Regions from separate parts of the Mus musculus genome. Here region 1 is linked to region 2. A link is a contact called in public HiChIP or PLAC-seq data. All regions are on one chromosome and are shown on one strand. Each heading gives the region's core, a stretch centred on a gene start, on an enhancer-like site or on the middle of the called end of the contact. The rest is flanking DNA. Distances are from core to core; before and after follow the strand shown.

Region 1 (6,010 bases), core at 1,073-3,572, 300 kb after region 2:
GCTATTTTTATGTGGGTTGGATTCAAAGCTCATCAGCACTCAAATCACCGAATGGTTATACTGTCTTGGATCAGGCATAGAAGTATCTTTTCTTTATCAGTAAGACAGTCTGGAGAGTGGGAGCCATTCATGGGAGGAATTATAAGGGTGCACTTTACTTACCTGTGCCGAGAAGCCACAGAAGAAGGCAAACCAGAAGTGCACAAGGGTGAACGCAAAGTTCTTGTAGAAGAAATAGCATAAGAACTTGCACATCCTGTAGTAGGACCACCTTCCATGAACAAGAAGCAGTCGTTGGAGATATCTAAACTGAGCCAATGCATAGTCACTGGCTAAGACTGCTTGCAGTCCTTCCTGACCACTGATGCCAATGCCAATGTGGGCACCTAGAGGGAAAAGAAGATGAGAAAGAGTTGCAGCATCTTTAAGAAACTTATTCCTCTTTTATGTTAGCCATTTTTTGTAACTGTATAACTATAATAATTATTATGGTTTTTCACATATATCCTGAACTAGTCACATGGTTAAGTATTGATCCTAGTTTTATCTAAGAGAAAACTGGGCTGGGTAAAGGTTGGAAATTTGCACTTTACACTTGTAAATATCAAAGATGGAACCAACCCCAGCTGCTAGGAACGAAGCGCTGGCTGCTTTTACCTGCCCTGAGTGGTCTCTCCCTCTCAAACTGTAGAAGGCAAGCAATGCCCTTTTCTAAACTAAGAAATATGCAGGTGTTTTAACTGAAGAGAAATGCCTTAGAGGTACTAGTAGTTATGTAAGTGCTGCCCAGAAAGTATAATTTTTATAAGAACCATGGTAAAATTAAACGAATGAACATTGCTATTACATTGCATCACAGGCTGAAGCAGGACTCCATGCGTGCAGTATGTCTCATTGAGAAAATACCCTCTTACTTTTAATCATGCTGACATCGTTGGCCCCATCACCAATGGCCAAAGTCACAGCATTTCTGTGCTTTTTTACCAACTCTACTACTTGGGCTTTCTGGAGTGGGGTGACTCTGCAGCAAACCACAGTCTTACACACACAGGCGAGCTCCAAAAGATCGTTCTCGACATCACTTTCAAGGGCATGGGCCTGTGTCATCAAAGCAAACAGAACACATGACGATTGTAAATTACAAAGCAAATAGCATGGTTCTTGACTGACTTCATTTCAGAACCATTTCATTACTTGATCAATTCAGGGTTACAGAATCAGTAACAAGACATGAATACTGAGCTGTTGGCAAGTTTCAAGGGAATTTAACATAAAAATAAGAGCTATGTCCTCAGTGTGCCTCCTTGATATGTTACCATGCCATCTTGGCAAGATCTTGCTATGTACTGGGCAGTGGTGGCGCACGCCTTTAATCCGAGCACTTGGGAGGCAGAGGCAGGCAGATTTCTGAGTTCAAGGCCAGCCTGGTCTACAAAATGAGTTCCAGGATAGCCAGGGCTATACAGAGAAACCCTGTCTAAAAAAATATATATATTACTATAAAGTTCTACTAGGAACTACTGAAAATCAATAGAAGCAACAGCTAGAACCTGCTGATATGAACTGCCAACCATGGTGATTTCTACATGGCACACTGCTAGTGTCCTTTGCACTGTTTTGTAGACTTAGTGTTTGTGACTGCCAACGCATAGGCAAGATGAAAAGGACCTGAGCAGAGGCTGTCCCTAGCAAAACACTGTGGCTGAAATCAGGAGCCTGAATAGGAGGGAGACAGGCAACTTGGGCCTCAGTCAGGATTCCCCAACCAATTCCTACCCTTGTTCCACATACCAAGAGCCTTTCTATACCCTCAGCAATTACTGAAAAGAGAACATGATTCTCTCCAATTAACTTTTTTGGACAATTACATTTCTAGAAACATCTCACGTTGTACTCTATGTTAGACACATTCAGAGAAAACATGAGTCTGCTGTTGAGTAACAGCTATTTAGAGTGAACCCTTAGTGAGACACTCGCAGCCCACTCCAGTTTGGCCCGCATATCTTCAGGGGCTCTGTTCGGTAGCACCTTTAGGTCCTCTTATAATTCCCATCAGGCTGCATTGCTACTTAAAAGACTGCCTTTATATCTTTGTATTTGCTAGCATTTTTACTCAATAACATCCGCTCTGCCAGAAAGTCTCCTCTGTTTATTTTTTAAACAAATAATTAAACGTGCCTATTTCTGTGCTCTAAAGGCATTGCATTAATGCCTCTTTTGCAGTATCTGTCATACTTCTATCAGAACTATACTGTGATCTCCCAAACAAGGACTATGCTCCAATCATGTCTGAGTTCTCGGCCACTCTCTAGCACTGTGACCTGGCCAGTCTGTGTAAACAATGAAAATGGTATGAGGCAATGGGTGGGTAAATGAGGCCAAAGCTGTGACTCTGGTGCAGAAAAATTCTATATCAAAGTCTATATGCCTCAGAAAACTGTGGACCATCATTCTCAAATATACCACATGTTCTGAAAGACAAGGCATATAACTGGCTCTTTTGCTCAGAATGGCCCCTTTTGCCTCTGCTCATTTTTCTTTATTATCAACAAGTTAAACGTAGACTTGGGTTTTGATGAAGACAGACCTGGATACATTCAGAAAAGCTTCAGAATTTGAGAGAACTGGAGCTATGATTTAAAAAGAAAGCAAACAAAACCTGACTGTACTAGCAAAAATACAGACAATTCTCCCTAACTGAAGAAGGACATCTCATGGTTTCATGAGCACAGGGCTTTGAAGCAAACAGGGCTCCTGAAGAGCTTCCAGCTTAGAGCCTTCTTTCAACAGAGGAAAAGACAGGCTAGGTGACTATCACCAGAAAGCCCATGCCCTACAAACACTGCTTCCTCAAGCCCAGGGGCCTGTCAAAAGCATAATACAGGAGGGATCCTGTCCTACCGAGCTGCCCAGGCCACTCAACTCCAGATCTCAGCAGACAGACATAACTTTCAGTTGGTGTTCATCTGTGCAAGGGAAAAGTTCATGTCATCTGGACCAGTTTTTGACTGAGCTTGGCCTGCAGCTGAGCTCTGTAACTTTCCACGGTGTGGAAGCAGCACTCTGCTGCGTCTGGGATCCAGCTGGATAGTGCTTAGAGAGCTAGGAGCTAACAGGCGGACGGTCACAAGGGGGAATCTAATAGACTCAGCTCCAACTTCTTTTGTCCACTAAGAAACTGCCTTCAAGAACAAACGTTCATTTTTTCCAAACTCCAAAGTGAAAAATGAGCACCAAAGCCAAAGAAAGATGTGAGATTAAGTTCTTTGTACATAGAAATGATAATTTCACGAGACTGCAGTCGGGGCTTTTGTATTCTAATTAGAGACTCAGGAGGAGCGGTTGAGTTTTGTTTGGGGCTTGGAACCTGAACTGCGTTAGAAGTACAATGCAAGTTTATTCTATTATGACAAGAGCCAGATTTCCTAATGAAATCAAATCGTTTGGCTTTGCTGCAGAACGTTGCTATTTAGAAAAACCACCAGAGGTATCTTAATGGCAATGATTTGGCGTGGTAATTCTGTGAAGGTCAGGTTATGACTCGCAAATCACAAACCTTCGCAAGAACGGTAACTGAAAAACTGATCTGCGCCATCCCCCACCGTCTTCCAAAAGCGTTTAAACCGTTCTGCGAAGCAACGGAAGTAACCGTTTAGGCAGAACTCATAGACTCCCTGCGAACTGTTTCTCCAGAGCCTCACATCCAGTGCGATCCTTCAAACAATGATGTCTGAAAGGCACACTGGAAGTCTTTCCTTCTGCAAACAGGAAATCCTGTGCACGCCCTATCTCTTGTAGTGACATTTGTTTGAAAAACACAAAGGAGACTCTCATTAAGGCAGCACAAAAGAGATGATTGCTGGAGTAAAGAAAAAGAGAAGAACAGCCTCGGGCAAACTCACCAAACTGTGGCCATTTATGACTAAGGCATATTCTCCTGTCACAGCCTCTCCTGCACCCGCGTCCAACCCCAACCGCTGCTTGTTGTCATAAACTGCATGTCCATTGGAAAAACTCGTGCTTTGTCCAAGCAAATTTTCCTTTGCTTTCCTTAAAGAATAAGAGAATTAAAAAAAGGCATAACAAAGCACACAGAGCTTGTCTATAACTGAACCAAGAGGCCGGCCTGGAAATGAACTCATGCTACCACTCTTCAGCGTAAGGCCCAGGTATTAGGCCACCAAGCAGAGGGAAGGCCAGACAGCAGTGCATGTCAATCCTGCAGGGGCTGGGGGAGCACAAGGAACTAGGCAGCTAAACACAGAGAAAACAGAACTACCTCAAACATTTTACACTACCTAAAAACTGGCTTTAACCAAGGAATCTTGATAGCTTTGGTGTATAAAGAACCACTCTCTGGAAAAACGGTGTTTTTCAATATGCTAAACAAAAACTAAAGGCGATGAATGAAACCTTCTCATTACAGAGCACTCCCCTCCTTCCCTCTCTCTTTCCTTTTCTCCATTTTTCCCTCTCCCTTTCTTCCTGACGTACGTACATACGTGTGTGTGTGTGTGTGTGTGTGTGTGTGTGTGTGTGTGTGTGTGCGCGCGCGCGCGCGCGCGCATGCGCTCATCATTATATAACCTGGCTGAAAACAATAGTCCACTTATAAACACATTTTGTTTAACTTTGAAAGAGATTCATGATGCCATTTATTATTATAAAATAAAAGAAAAATATTTTAAGTAAAAATAAAATCCTCATAAGTTTAAATGATAACAATGACCTTGTGAGAAACTCCAAACTCCAAACATGGGGTTTTTACAAATAGAAATTCCTCGCAATGCTAAAGACCTAATCAGTAGCTTATATGATGACATAAGCCCATTAGAACTGGCATTCTACTGTTCTCCTAAAAAATGTGATAATGTCTTTAATAGGAAGGTAAATTCCCACCCAGAAGACCTGTGGGTGACCAGGTTATAAATAACAGGTCTGTTGGCATGACCACAGTAGCTTCCATCATAGGAATACCGGCAGATGTCCCCTGCAGAAGGATGCCCAAGCCAGCCCCTGCATGTGAATATACCACTACATGTATAGATGAATTCCAGAAGAAAACAGAAAGTGAAGAATAGGTTAGCAGATGTTTCGACTTATGGCAAAATGAACTGTCTTCTTGATGTCCTGCCCAGTGTGGAAAGCATTTATTACAATGAGTTTATGCTGAAGATCCTCTGATGGGAGAGAATGGTCATATTAAAACAAGCATTATGCCTTCAGCTTTTGAGTTATTTAACATACAGTGATGCATATAAAAATGCATCACCAAGAGTTTATGTATGAACTACAAAAGCAGACCCAGAAGCAAAGGCAGGTCACCTTGTTTCCTGGCTCAACACTGCCCTCTGCTGTCCGGGACCAAAATCGTGCCTGCACTTAGACTTGTCACTCAGCCTTGGTTCCAAGGATGATATCAGACAGTTAGCAGGCAGTTTGCAGAAACAAACAAAAGGATGTGTAAGGTTAGAAGGCTGTTTGAAATGCACTGTGGGGAAGGAGACAGAGCAGGCACAGAGGATTACTGTTGCAAGCAGAAGGCTCCAATGTCCTCGGTAGATAAGCAACCCAATGAACGCTCATCATGGTCATGAAAACTGGCAGCGCCATCTGATGAATGGGAGAAATGATACCAGACATGAATGTGTGTCTCTGACGGCACTGCAGATCTCATAAACTGGGCTTTGAGAAGGCACTGAAGCAAAAAAAAAACATCTCCCAGGGTTTCCTGTTTGGTGAGGCTCCCATTTGCTGTGTAAATGACTCAACCTCTATTTCCCCCTTGCAAAACGAAAACATTCCAAGGGAGGGTGAAGTTCATGAACACACTGGCTGAAATTCTACTTATTTAGGAGCTTTCCCCAACAATGTCTCCCTAACATGTGACACAAGTCCCTTTCCAGGCAGAAAAAGAACAATTTTTATGCTCTGCTAAAATTGCTAATGCTCCCCCCACCCTCCAAGGCCTTCACTCCCTGCCAGACTGGAATGAGTGCACTGTAAGACC
Region 2 (5,796 bases), core at 1,598-4,097:
ACCCAGTAGGTGGGATCTGTGGTAAGTGGGAATTTCATCTGGGAGAAGAGAAATGAGAATTTTTTTTTTAAATTTCAGTTTCAAAGCTTAATGGTTTGGAAAATAATGGTTCCAATTAAACAAAACAGGAAAATTTAACAGAACAAAACTCTGGCAAATATAGTCACTTGAGTAATTTTTTTCTTAAAAATACACACACAGAGATACTTTTTATGCGTATATATATTATTAAATTTCTCAAGCAAGTGAATTCTGTTTTTACACATCCACGTATCAAGAAGAGAGAAATGATATAGTACAGATTAGGAAATGAAGTCTGTTAAAATGATGGCAGGTTTCTTGGAGATTCACTGAAGTAAGACCACTGTGCCAACAGCAGTAGCTACCCAGCATCTATTAATCCAGCATTGAGAGACAGGCCCACAAATCAGCCTTGTGTTTATTATGTTATTTTAAAATTAGCAGAGCTATGATGAATTACGTTAAGGAAACACGGGAGTTTTTGTAGCTGTCCACTAAACGATGTGTTTTTGGAAAGGTTCATAATAGGTTCGTAGTAAAATGTAACAAAATATTGTAACTTTTGTCCTAATGTTGAGAAGTAGTGTTTTATGCCCCTGTTGATATTATTTATCTTGGGCTGGGAAGTGCTTTCTTAATTGACACCCCCCTTTCCCTAACTTACTTAATGGCTATAGTGCTGCTGGCTGCTCGAGTCAGATAAAACACGTAAAGAGTCTGAGAGCTTGGTTCTAAGGTGAGACTTCAGCTTGGTAAGCTGAGTAAGTCGAGGTACTTATACTAACATCAGCTACATATTCTCTGGGGGAAAAGAACCAAGAAAAAAATAGTCCATTTAAACGGTCATAATCCATGACTAAGCTATTACTTGGCACCGAGTCATCTTTAAAGGTCACTGAAACTCACAAACATTCACTTCTAGCACAGTAATTGTGTTCCTAATTAATTATCATTTAAAGGCTTCAGTTGTATTTGGATTATTTTCATCCAAGATTTTCCCGTTCCTTCTTTCCCAATTTAAGACAACACACCTCATGCGTTTTAAGCTAATGCCCACTGGAGAGGCTCTGTAAAAGCAGGATGACTAAACCCCGCTGCTGACCACCGCCAAGCTCTTGTCTTTATAGAAATCACAGTGAACTTTATGTTCTCATAGTTTCTGACTTTCATACAAATAAAAATGTAATACACGAGAAAATAAAACATAAAACTCACTTTCTGATAAAGCTTCATAAAAGCAATGGGATTAGTTGCAGCTGTGGACAGTTTTCATGTTCCCAAAATCTTGGCTTTCTGAAATTATCCTTTAACAACTGAAAAACGTATGAGTTGCAGATAATGTCAAAGTACTTCCCCCTTGCACAAGCATTTTGTCTTTAATTTCTACTTAATTATTTTACCTTTTCTATTGTGTATGTGTATGTAAGTGTATATGTGTATAATGTGTATGAGTGTATCTGTATATGTATGTATATAAATGTATGTGTGAATATATGTGCCATGTGGAGAGTATGTATGTATGTGTGAGACTTTGTATGTATGTATGTATGTATGTATGTATGTAAGTATGTATATGTGTGTGTGTACGTGTGTGTATTGCAGTGTGTGTTGCATGGGTGCAAAAATCAGAACTTGTAGTAGACAGCTCCGTCCTCCCACCATGTTGGGCCAGCACACACAGCTCAGATTCTCATCCCTAGCAACCATCTTTACCTTCTGAGGCACTTCGCTGTCCCTATTTCTAGTTTTAAAAGTCTACTGCTACATAGTTAATATTCAGTCGTGTCTTTCTTTTTATCCTCTTCTTTCCTCCTCTTCCTTCCCCACTTTTTCTTCTTGGTGATGTGAATATAAAAATTGTAGGATATCTCTCCTGGAAAATTTCAAAGTGTATAAGTGGCTGAGACAGATATTTGAACATATTTGATCACTTCTTTAATTTTAATTTTTTAATGGTTCTTTTATTTATTTACATTTCAAATGTTATCCACCTTCTTGGTTTCCCCTCCACAAGCTCCTTCTCCCACTCCCTCCCCCTACTTCTATGAGGGTGCTCCCCTACCCACCCACCCACTCATGCCTCACTGCCCTAGTCTAAGCATGGACTGTCCCCACTAGGAACCCTTAGGTAGACAGCACAACCACCCTTTGCCTGCAGCAAACTTGAAGGCTATCTCAGCAGATCACTGTAATTATGGAGCCAGCAGGACTTTTCTGAAGCCCTCCTCCACGTGACACACTCCAGTAGTGCTGTGTGCTGTTACCACTGTTAACTAAGAGTGAGCGTGATAAATGAGCTTCCCTTGGTATGGTGATAAGTGTCCTTCCTTCCCTATCTGTAAAGAAAACTCTTTCATAAATCTCAGGGTCCTCTTCTAGGCCTTTGTGAATTTTACTCTTATGTAACCATATGGTCTGGGTGATAATTATAATTATTTTGGTATGGTACCATATGTTGTTATTACGTTTGAGAGAATGATCTCATGGAGTTTCAAGGGCTATGGCCAGGCATGAACTGTGCAGGGAAGACGTGGTACTAAGCTAGTAGGGCTTTCCTGACTCCTGGGAGCTAACAGTGTGCAGCCTTTCAAACTTCTTCCTCAGGTCTTCCTCATGCCATGCTGGGAGCTCAATATGGACCTAAAACTGGCCATGGCAGGACTATTTAAACGCTGGAAACTGATGAAATAGGGAAAGAACTACAAGTCAGAACCTCTTCTTTTCTTCTGGAGAGGCCATTGTTAAATTCTTACTGGCTTATCCACTGCAGTGTTATTTTTGGAGAGTGAACCTCAGGCCCAGGGAATGCTAAGCAAACATCCTACCCCTGGGGCCACATTCTCAGCCCCTCAATACAATTTCCCCAGCTGTCACTCTCCTCCCCAACACTGCATTCTCATCTGTCTTTACCAAGAAGAGACTTCGTGTTTGCTGGTGGCCTCCAGTGAAAAGAAAATACAGCCAGAGCATCATGTGTCATTGGTGAGGCTGGCCCTGGACTCTCACAAGTGGTATCTTTCCTCTGATCCTTGCTGAAGCCTTATGACCCTCAAACTCAGTGCCTCTAGATAGCAATGAATTGCACACTTAACACACACACACAGGTCCAGATATGTCAAGACACACAGGATAATGCTATGGAGGGTAAGGCTTGATTTAGTGGAATGTAATAATTGATTTCAGTCTTTGTTGTGTATATCTAGTGTCTAAATATGACCTCTGACCATGCAGAGTCTGGAATGCATGTACTGAAATCATCTCATAGTCTAAATCTGCAGTGCAGGGACTCTTTTGGTTTTCCTCCTTGTAGCCTGACATTTCCTCACAGTCTAAGCGATCAGTACTAAACATCTGAGGTGGGAGTACTAGCAAATTCCAAAAATGTCCAAGCAACAGCCAAGTCATAAAACAAATATTTTAACCCACACATTGTATTCATTAAAGTCTAACAAAATAGGACTCTTGATACCAGTCGTGTATATAATGATTCAACAACCTGAATCCCCCATCCCCTGGCGCTTTCACAACTTGTACAGTTTCTCTGTCTTGGCAGTATGATGCTTTGGCCTGAGTGGAGATATATTAGAAGCCAGAGTTGTGTGGTCTTTGTGTGGGATTCAAAAATCTAGGGTGAGGCTCCATTGTTTGTTATATGATGTTTTGCTTTCAGTTTTCCATTTTCTAAATATTGCCTATCCCAAAGAGTACTATGTGAAGGCCCAGCATAGACAGCCGACACACACGTGGACCACAGACATTCCTCTGGGCTCTTCATCCATTTCTTTCATTTAACATAGTCACCTTTCTTTTAGTCTACTTTTCCTGATTCCAATGTTCATCTTGATGGATTTCTTCAAGGTGTTCTTATCCTCAGAGGTTCCCATTGCCAGTTCTAGAGTTAAAGACCCATTTCCTCAGGGCTTGGTCAATCTCCTTTGCTACTCCAGGTAAATGCAGGTCTTCTATTCCAGAAGATAGCTTATTTCAAAGAAACTTGCAACTTACTTCTGTGCCTATACATATTACAGAACGGACTCATGTATAATGCCAGGCATTGGTAAACAGTGCCGGCAGCCTTTTATGCAGCTGACATCACAGCTATGAAGAATGTGACTTCCACTCTATGGCTTTCAAAGGAGGGGTGGGTAGGATATAGTGAGACAATGGCTTAAAGGGAGCTGAGCAAACAGGATGAGAGAACAGGAGAGAGAGAGAGAGAGAGAGAGAGAGAGAGAGAGAGAGAGAGAGAGAGAGAGAGTTGTGGTGGTTTGAATGAGGATGGCTCCATAGAATCCTTGAATACTTGGTCCCCAGTTGGTAGAATTGTTTAGAAGGATTAGGAAGTGTGACTTTGTTGGTGGAGGTTTGTCACTTGGAGCAAGCTTTGAAAATTTAAAAAGCCATACCAATTAACTTTCCATTCCCAATTAACTTTCTCTGCTCATCATTGTGTCTCAAAAGCTTTTAGCTACTGCTCCAGTGCCATGTTTGCCTGCCCATGCACTTAGTCCTCTGAAGCTGCAAACCCCAAGAAACATTTTCTTCTCTAAGTTGGCTTCACTATGGTGTCTTATCACAGCAATAAGAATGTAACTCAGACAGTAAGAAATATAGTGATAAATAACAGTAAAGACCCTTCAGAGAACTTATATGGAAACCAAGCTACTATTACAGAAGTTTCCATGTATATGTATGTATGTGTAACATATGTATATATTATGCTCACATAAAATAAGAGTAAGATGAAATTCTCCTATAACAGGGCAACAATGCCTGTATTAGACACCACAAGCTAATAAATCAAAGCCCCACTGTCAGACTTTTGGGGCGGTCAGCTGGGAGAGCTGCAGACTCCCAAATAGTCAGAATCTTGCCAGTGCTATTGGCTCTCCTCCAGAACTCAATGAAAAGAGACCCTACTGCTGAGGACACCATGTGCTTGAGTCACAGAATATGATACTGATCTGGAAGTCTTATCTCTACTGGCTACCTTTCGGTGCTTGAGTGTGTTATGAATGCCACTGGAGGAGAAAAGAAGTTTGTCTAGCTGAAACCCCTGCCACCCGCATGACCTCTGGTGCAAAGGTGACATGAACATCAGTGGAGTGACTAAACACTTTCTGATTGGATTTAAGACCTACTCCACAAGAGAAACCCATGCTTGGCACCATTGTCAGACCAAGAACCTGTGACAAGACAGGTTCTAGGCCCAAGGGGACAATCTACACCATTGTATCTGCTAAATGGACGTAGTATTAAATGGACCCCATGACTTCTAGTGATACTTGTAGAGTACTACATCTCTGAGGCCTCACCAGTGAAGCTTCTAGTTGCAGTAGATAGCAATTAACACAGGTCCACATCTGCTCAAGGTACAGAGAACAAAAGACCAACCATAAATCATGGAGTTTTCAACCATAAATGGGATGTTAGTATCATGCAGATTCTTCCCAAGACCTTGAAAGCATTGAGGAAGAGGGGGGAAGAGTGTAAAGCCATAGGTGGTAGATGAGTACAAGGAACCTGTTCTAGACACAACAGATAGCTGCACATTTGAAATTACAGCAGTTGTTACACATGCATAAGACTTGGGCAAACTCAGGCCAGATCCTACCCCAGCATGAAGAGGGGAGCTGCCACGATCTCAGACAGTTGGCCAAGGGCCATTGATGAATGAATTCTGGGAGGGGGAGAGTCAGTTTATCTAAAAGTGTGGCTTCTGGTAAATTGAACACACTTCAGTGGATGGCCACACATCCAAGAATATGTTGACTG

Evidence for each region. HiChIP or PLAC-seq counts read pairs in DNA pulled down with a chosen protein or histone mark.
Region 1: a contact with region 2 is called in an H3K27ac HiChIP or PLAC-seq map of heart atrium, with 7 read pairs. The contact joins two enhancer-like sites. A contact is called at or near these places in 8 of 484 Hi-C or Micro-C datasets (the 3T3-L1 cell line, embryonic fibroblasts, liver and 2 more), 1 of 115 datasets of contacts at active chromatin or transcription factors (heart atrium) and 1 of 9 other capture datasets (embryonic stem cells).

What each region holds. Positions count from the first base shown.
Region 1 is chr2:126,357,854-126,363,863 of GRCm38.p6, forward strand. It overlaps Atp8b4 (ATPase, class I, type 8B, member 4), which reads right to left. Exons shown (of 28, transcript NM_001080944.3): 21 at 3,903-4,050; 22 at 915-1,098; 23 at 163-386. Among named protein-coding and RNA genes, the nearest start is that of Atp8b4, 130 kb to the right of the region's middle. Within about 2 kb of position 2,323, at least 40 of the 459 cell types and tissues checked have an H3K27ac peak or open chromatin away from gene starts, as enhancers often do. A contact at or near this core is called in heart atrium, where this site is marked.
Region 2 is chr2:126,062,179-126,067,974 of GRCm38.p6, forward strand. All of the region lies in intron 11 of Fam227b (family with sequence similarity 227, member B), which reads right to left. All of the region lies in intron 2 of Fgf7 (fibroblast growth factor 7), which reads left to right. Among named protein-coding and RNA genes, the nearest start is that of Fgf7, 30 kb to the left of the region's middle. Within about 2 kb of position 2,848, at least 26 of the 459 cell types and tissues checked have an H3K27ac peak or open chromatin away from gene starts, as enhancers often do. A contact at or near this core is called in heart atrium, where this site is marked.